Regions from separate parts of the Mus musculus genome. Here region 1 is linked to region 2. Evidence: chromatin contacts called from public Hi-C data. All regions are on one chromosome and are shown on one strand. The core of a region is the stretch at or near the end of the contact, and the rest is flanking DNA. Distances in the headings are between cores, read along the strand shown.

Evidence for each region. Hi-C and Micro-C count contacts between places; a contact is called where the count stands out from the background.
Region 1: a Hi-C map of embryonic fibroblasts shows a contact between it and region 2, with 19 read pairs. The contact joins two enhancer-like sites. A contact is called at or near these places in 6 of 484 Hi-C or Micro-C datasets (cortical glia, embryonic fibroblasts, embryonic stem cells and 3 more) and 3 of 9 other capture datasets (adipose tissue, liver and pancreatic islet).

Annotation. Positions count from the first base shown.
Region 1 is chr6:4,528,913-4,532,544 of GRCm38.p6, reverse strand. Col1a2 (collagen, type I, alpha 2) reads right to left here. Exons shown (of 52, transcript NM_007743.3): 33 at 3,424-3,477; 34 at 2,320-2,373; 35 at 1,535-1,588; 36 at 1,388-1,441; 37 at 1,200-1,307; 38 at 597-650. Among named protein-coding and RNA genes, the nearest start is that of Col1a2, 25 kb to the right of the region's middle. Within about 2 kb of position 1,369, at least 16 of the 459 cell types and tissues checked have an H3K27ac peak or open chromatin away from gene starts, as enhancers often do. A contact at or near this core is called in embryonic fibroblasts and muscle stem cells, where this site is marked.
Region 2 is chr6:4,430,463-4,433,954 of GRCm38.p6, reverse strand. All of the region lies in intron 3 of Gm46948 (a long non-coding RNA gene), which reads left to right. Gm33788 (a long non-coding RNA gene) reads right to left here. Exons shown (of 7, transcript XR_377301.4): 2 at 199-325; 3 at 1-5. Among named protein-coding and RNA genes, the nearest start is that of Gm33788, 7.4 kb to the right of the region's middle. Within about 2 kb of position 1,569, at least 52 of the 459 cell types and tissues checked have an H3K27ac peak or open chromatin away from gene starts, as enhancers often do. A contact at or near this core is called in embryonic fibroblasts and muscle stem cells, where this site is marked.

The DNA.
Region 1 (3,632 bases), core at 120-2,619, 99 kb before region 2:
AATGCCTGAATTTTACACTAAGATTGTTAGTACTTACTGAAAGGCTAGCAGGTTATCTGATGGTGAGATGAGAGAATATAAGCTATTTTCATTAGGGTATGTGAATTTTTATTGACCACTTGGCTGGGTGAGAGGGTGGGGACACTAGAAAAAGGAGTGTTGTCTAGAGAAGGAAGTATGAAATTGAGTCAGAGTATTAAGTATTGCCTAAGGAGGGAAACCGTTAGAGGGATTCATTCTGGGGACCTCTGAGTCTCTAGGGAGTTGGTGTGAAAACCTGAGATGAGGAGACTTGGTCAGTCAGAAGAGTTGTTCTATTTCCCAGTTAAACCGCCTGAATTTGACCTTGCTTATTCCCTCGTGGGGCAGTAGCAACCTCTGATGCCCACCCAGAGTTCTTTCTGGGATTCAGTCAATGCCCGTGTAGTCGACTTTAAGCTCGGTACTGGTGAACTTCATAACTTTTCTGATTAGATTCGAATGAACAGGACTCTCAAGCCTCTACTTTTCACAGTCCAAATCCACCAGAATGCTGAAACTTTCACATTGTCACTAATACGTAAGCTAAGAAAGAAGAGTCAATTGTAAATACTCACAGGGGGCCCTCCATCACCACGACTTCCAACAGGACCAGGTGGGCCATTAGGACCCTAAATGAAAGCAAAAAGGGTGGCTTCAAATCACAAAACAAGTAACTCTTACACACGGCACACTTGTTTTCTCATGACTCATCCTTAGCTATCTCCTCTACCCTTGAAGAAAATTTAGAAATGAAACACAGTTATCTACATCACATGAAAGAAATAAATGTTCTGTCCCAACAAGTAACACCCCATGGATTACTGAAGCATGAAAACAAGATATTCACAAAACTTTTACATGGTGTTTAAATGTGATTTAAAAAAAAAAAAAGTCTTGTAGGGTGTGGTGGCACATGCCTTTAATCCCAGCACTTGGAAGGTAGAGGCAGGCGGATCTCTAAGTTTGAGCCCATCCTGGTCTACAGAGTAAGTTCTAGGACAGCTAGGGCTACACAGAGAAACCCTGTCTGGCAAACCACCTTGTGTGTGTGTGTGTGTGTGTGTGTGTGTATCTGTAATCTTTTATCTGGAATGCTTAATAGACAGTAGGCACTTAATGGGCACATATTGGATTATACAAATGCTTGGGTATATTGGTCAACAGTGAATTTAACTTACAGATGGGCCAGCAGCTCCAACAGACCCGGTTGGACCAACAATGCCATTTTCACCCTTAGGCCCTTTGGTTCCCTTCTCTCCTTTAGCACCGGGTTGGCCAGCAGCACCCTGTTGGAAGAAACAGCAGTGAGCACTGGCCTTCTGACTCACTGTGATGTCATCTTAATCTCCCTTAATATGATACTCACAGCAGGACCAGCAAATCCATTGGGGCCAGCAGGGCCAACTTCACCACGTTCACCCTAGGTGGGAGATAAAGACATCACACTCACAGCCTCTCAGATGTCTGTAAACCATGAACTATGAATATCCAAAAAGCTGTGGTTTCTACTTACAGGGCTACCCCGAGGACCAGCTGGGCCAGAAGGACCGGCAGCACCAGCTTCACCCTGTAATGGTACCAAAGAGCAGTGGTGAGTCGCTTAATGGGCCTCACATAGATGAGGGGAGGAAGAGAGAAGAGCGGTAGAAAGAGGGTTGTTTTCACGCTTTGCAGTTACCTTGGAAGAGACTAATGGACATTTCAGAGAATAAAATGAGGTGAATTCTTCCTCTACTTAAGGCTGGCTTCATTTTAAAAGGTGGAGTGGTATTGGTTCTTCACTTGCAGAAACACTATAAATCAGTCCCCATAACACCAGGAGGAGGACATTTTAATTTTTAGATAGATGCAGGACTGATCTATTTGCTGCAATCTTTGCAATTCAATAAATAAGGTCTATTTTAAAAGGACTGTTTGTTCGATGTGAAATGGGCACACTATGTATTTTATTGATTTTTTTCCCCTTTTTACAATTGAAGGCTTTAAGGAGGCTCAGTGCATTAGGATATTGTTAATGGGCAGCAGGGAAAGTCTTTAAAACAAATGATAGGGCTTAAGGTATAGATCAGACAGCTGGCACATCCATAGGCAGGGGAAGAGAACAGCATTTGTTTCCTGCAAAGGCTAGGTTTTTTTTTTTTTTTTTTTTTTAATAAACAGGTTTTAGACCCAGCCATAAAAATGAATTGCAAAGGATCTTTGGGACTAGGGCAAGCAGGGAATTTTACATACTGCTATCAACTCAGAGAGCTACAACTCAATGAAAACCTATACAACTCATTTCAAATGCGTACTTACCCGGTCACCTGAGGCCCCAGCAGGACCAGGGGCACCTACAGCACCAGGAATGCCCTAGAACACCACAGAAGGAAAAAGGTCTTACTAAAAATAATGCACAGCATCTTAATTGAACTCTGTCCTGCTGCGCAGGACAACTGTATTGCACATTGTGGTAAGACATCAAGAAAGATCCCGAGGGCCAGCTAGATGATTCAGCAGGTAAAGATGTTTGCGGCCAAGTCTGATGACCCGAGTTGGATCCATAGGATCCGTATGGGATCCATCGAAGGAAAGAAGCAACACTCATCACTTGTCCTTTGACCTCCACATTGAGTGGCATGTAGCCACTCAATGGGTGCAAGTGAATGAGAGCGCACTACTGAGAAAGCCTCTAATCCTTGCTGGTGCTTGTCATCAAGGTTCTCAGAAGTCAGTTCAGGAAGAAAGAACTGGGTTCTGGAAATGTGGAAGGCCAGAGCAGGAGGAGGGTTTGGGTCACCCTTGTAAGATTCCCTGGAGGGAAGCAAATGCATAGCCTTATTTGGAACTGTTAACAACCAGGTGACTCAAGGCAAAGGATACTGGGAATGCATTACAGCGAGTTCTCAGCTTGGAGGGAGAGGTGACAGAGTAATGGCAGCTCATGAAGGCAATGAGATTTCCCTAGGGGTCATCTGTGACACTTAAGGTAGTCACAGATAATTTCCGAGGCTGCCCTTAGATCAGTTCCTGGGGTGGACCAATGAGTAGTAATACCTTGGTGGGGGCTGTGGCTTTTTTTTTTTTAATGAGAGAATTGTTTGTCTAAAAGCTCTGTTTTCAAGGAGTGGTCTTCAAAACCTGCAACTTTCGGTGTGCAGCTTAGTGTTGCCATACTCAGTACTAAAGAACGTAGACTAAGTCAAGATGTGATTTTCAAAGGTGTGTCATGCTCCCATTTTCTTTTGGAGTATGTAAGATGATATTGTTTGCGATCTAGGAGATAATGGATTGAGATTTTACTCAAAGTGAATTCCTTTTTAAGTCTCCTTTGTAAATTGGCTGAATTCAAAGGGAATAAGATACTAAAAAACAAGAGGAAATTTAAGAACAAGCAAGCATTAAAAACAAGCTTCTACTCACACGAGCACCATCTCTACCAGTGTTGCCAGTGTCACCTCGGAGACCAGTTTCACCCTGGAAGTACAAAGCAAGAGCCACATTTTGCTTTCCTGCTCAACTTCTGAGTGGAAATGAACTGCAAAGTGCTTTGACAAAAATTTCTATAATGCTGGCCACCCTTTTAGAATTTCAGTGTTTTTCAGTTTCCCACCACTTTGTAGGATGTTGAA
Region 2 (3,492 bases), core at 320-2,819:
ATCTACTGAAGTGGCAAAATAATGACCACGATGTTATCATTAATCTAAAAATTATGTTGGCTTAAAAAAAGAGAGAAAGAAAGAATTATAGTAAAAGAAAGGGCTGTAACAGGACTGTTGATTCGTCTTGGAAGCCACTGATGTGTTTTGTTGAGTTTATAGAAGGAAGACATCTCTATCTTTTTCTGTAAAGAGTACCTTGGAATTCAGTGCTTAATGCAGCCAAGAGTAGCAATGCTTCTTTAGCCAGTCCCACACTCTTTTCAAGTTATTCATACAAGGTCCAGGATGACATAGGAAACAAAGCAGATGTGATGACTGGAATCTGAAAAAGTCAGTAAAGAAGGGTAAAGAAGTATGAATGTGTGGTCAGTGATTAATAATAATAATAAGCCAGGTATAGGTGCTGGAGGAGCCTTGAATGGGGGACTTCACTCCTGGCCAGAAGGATCAGGCCAAGGTTGATAGTGGAAATGAGTTATCCATTGAGTATGAATCAAAACCAGGAGTTTTCGAGTGACGTCAGCATTAGGATGAGGGAAGGTGATAGGCGAAGCGACCATGTAAGTAGGCACAGCCATGCAAAGCTGTAATCTCAGAGCTCTGGTAGTGGATGAGGGTCAGGATGATGGATTTGAGGCCACTCCGCAGGAAGGCCTCGACTGCCCTGAGTACCTACCAGGGGGATATTTTCTGAAAGAGGCAGTGCTCCTGTTTGCTTATTTTCTAATATGTGTCTCATAATATATGTACAACCCTTTCGTTGTATAGATATCTTTTCTTCTGTATGGCTTGATTAGTGAAATTCCATCAGATGTGTGAGTCTAGCATCAGGGAAGAAGTGTGGGCAGAGCCTTGTATGAAGGTTGGGAATGGGTCAAGTTGTGGCTGTTGTTAGGAGGAGGCATGGATATGGTTACGATGACGAGCAAAAGTGCTGGCATAAGAAGTCCCAATCTCTGTTCTACTCCTGATGCCTATAAGTTTGGTCAACTTAACAAAATGTTCTAATTCCCACCCCACAGATTTCCAACATGAACACAGTAACAACAACAACAACAACAACAAAACTTCTTTAAAGTTTTACTCCAATGTTTCAAAGGATTAGGGAAACAGTGGCATGCTCTACAATGTTGCTATTATTATTTATTCATCTCTAATTATTTTCCTCCCTTCCACATCATCTGACTGCTTAGGGCAGGAAAGAGCAATGATGAAATCTCATGCCCAAGCTTTGGTTTTGCCATTAGAGTGGCAGATAGTCTCTGTGTTGCCAGATAAACAGCTCCAGCTTAACCCTCTTGGGTATGTGTTGGCTACTAATTTGAAGAACTATTGGAAACCCCAAATCTAGTTAGTGCCTGGTAAGGTACGTGTTTTTTGAAAGCATATGCCTGGAATAAAACTTTTCTGAGAGTGTGAGAGACGGTGGGAGAGTGTCATCAACGTGGGAGACACAATGGCTTTCGATTTCAGAGCAGAGCCTGTTTTCTCAGGGCTGTAGCTAATGCATTATGTTTTTCTCCTGGCGAGGACAGTGAGCACAAGACCTAAGCATACCATAGTCATGCGGTACTGATTGTTTAAGAAGCAGAAAGGTCAGGAAGATTCAGAAAGGGAGAACCACAGGCTAGGATGACTAATTCCGAGTCTTGCTGGAAGATGAATAGACTCTTATTTACTGGCCTCAACTCAGAGGCTACCTACCATAAGAAGCGTCAAGGTCTCCATTTCAAATGACCATGCAGCTATGGCTAATGACTGTATCCAGTTATAGAGCATGGGGCAGGTATATGTCCCCTTTTTAGGCTGCTTCCTGCCATTATCCAGATAGCTATTCTTGTTTTCCTTCTTTGTCCTCCTCCCCTACTGCTAAAATCACAGAGCCTCAGAAAGCAGTAGCAGGCCATTGGGATCTGCTAATCAAATCTAAGAGACCTGAACGCCAATCTAAGCTCATCAGATGACTTAAGAGGCTTCATTTAGGCAGGATCTGAAAAAGTCTCCTAAAGCGTTTGCAAAGTGAGAATGATCGTCATTAAGTGCTACGGATTTCACAGGGAAATATGGGTTAGGGCTTGTCACAGGGAAGATAATTTATGTGCTGGAAAACAGTATAGGCAACAGAGAGAAAAATTTCTTTATAATAAGAAAAAGAAAAAAATTGCAACAGCCACGGAGGATAGTGATTAAGTGTGAAGAAGCAATTCTTGCTGGCTTGATTTTTACAGTATAATTAAGTGGGAGAGAGGGAGAGGGAGAGGGAGAGGGGGAGGGGGAGGGGGAGGGGGAGGGGGAGAGGTAGAGGTAGAGGTAGAGGTAGAGGTAGAGGTAGAGGTAGAGGTAGAGGTAGAGGTAGAGGTAGAGGTAGAGGTAGAGGTAGAGGTAGAGAGAGATTGGTAAAATGTGCAACAACGGCTTTTGTTGATGTTTGGATATTTGTTTTCCTCTCTGTGATCTGAAACGGTGACATCTCCTCGTACATTAAATGTTCTTTAAAGCATCTTGCCAAAGTACCTCTTTATATAATCCTGCTCAAAATGTTGTCTTGGGTTGGGGAATTATTTGAAGTTGTTTCCTGAGTTCTTTTGTGAATAAAGAACTCACAGTCATTTTCCTTTTCTGTTGGGTGGCACTGCCAAGCTGCTCAGAGCTGGGGTTGAAATTGGTGTGATTTTGGGCCCTGGAGCAAATGGTCCTTTGCCTTAAAAAAAAAAATGTTCCTTTGCAGACAGTGGATTTGGCTTTTCATCAAGGAATCAAATGCCCACCCTCTGGGTCTGCTGGGACTATTTCCAACCAAAACACATTTCATTCCTGCGAGAATGTGTAATGACTTGCAAGTGAACACACAGCTAAGGGCCTGCTGAAAGAAAATGCTGGAAGAGACAGTTCTTTTTCTGTGGTGCTAGATGAACCATGGACAAAAGTGATTAATAATGAGACTTCTTATCCATTTAATTGCCACAGTAACTGGGAACTAGGTGGGGAGGAGAGCTTGCCCTTCCTTAAGTAGAGATGCTGTTGATGTCTGGCCCCTGGTAGGAGTGCACTGGATCAGAATGGAGTACAAAGATTCCATTTCAATTGCATTCTGTCTGTGCTTGGCTCTGGAGTTCATTGGTCTATATTAGACTCTCTCTCTCTCTCTCTCTCTCTCTCTCTTTCTCTCTCTCTCTCTCTCCCCCACCCCCACAATGTATAAGACAGTATTGCTTTATGGTTTATTTGAGGGAGATAAATATAATGGAATGAGATGCTCATCATCCAAGATGTGTCAAATGCACTGATGTGTTCAGGAAATATTGCCTGGGGCAGTTGAATTTTATGAAGAAGTTAGCGTTGGGGTTGCTACTTTAAGACTTGTTGGAAAAAGTTGGGTAGATAGCTCAGTTGATAAAGTATTGTGCAAATGTGAGGACTTGCGCCTAACCCCAAGAACCCACATAAAAACAAAACAAAACAAAGACAAAATCAAACAGCCTTAGTAGA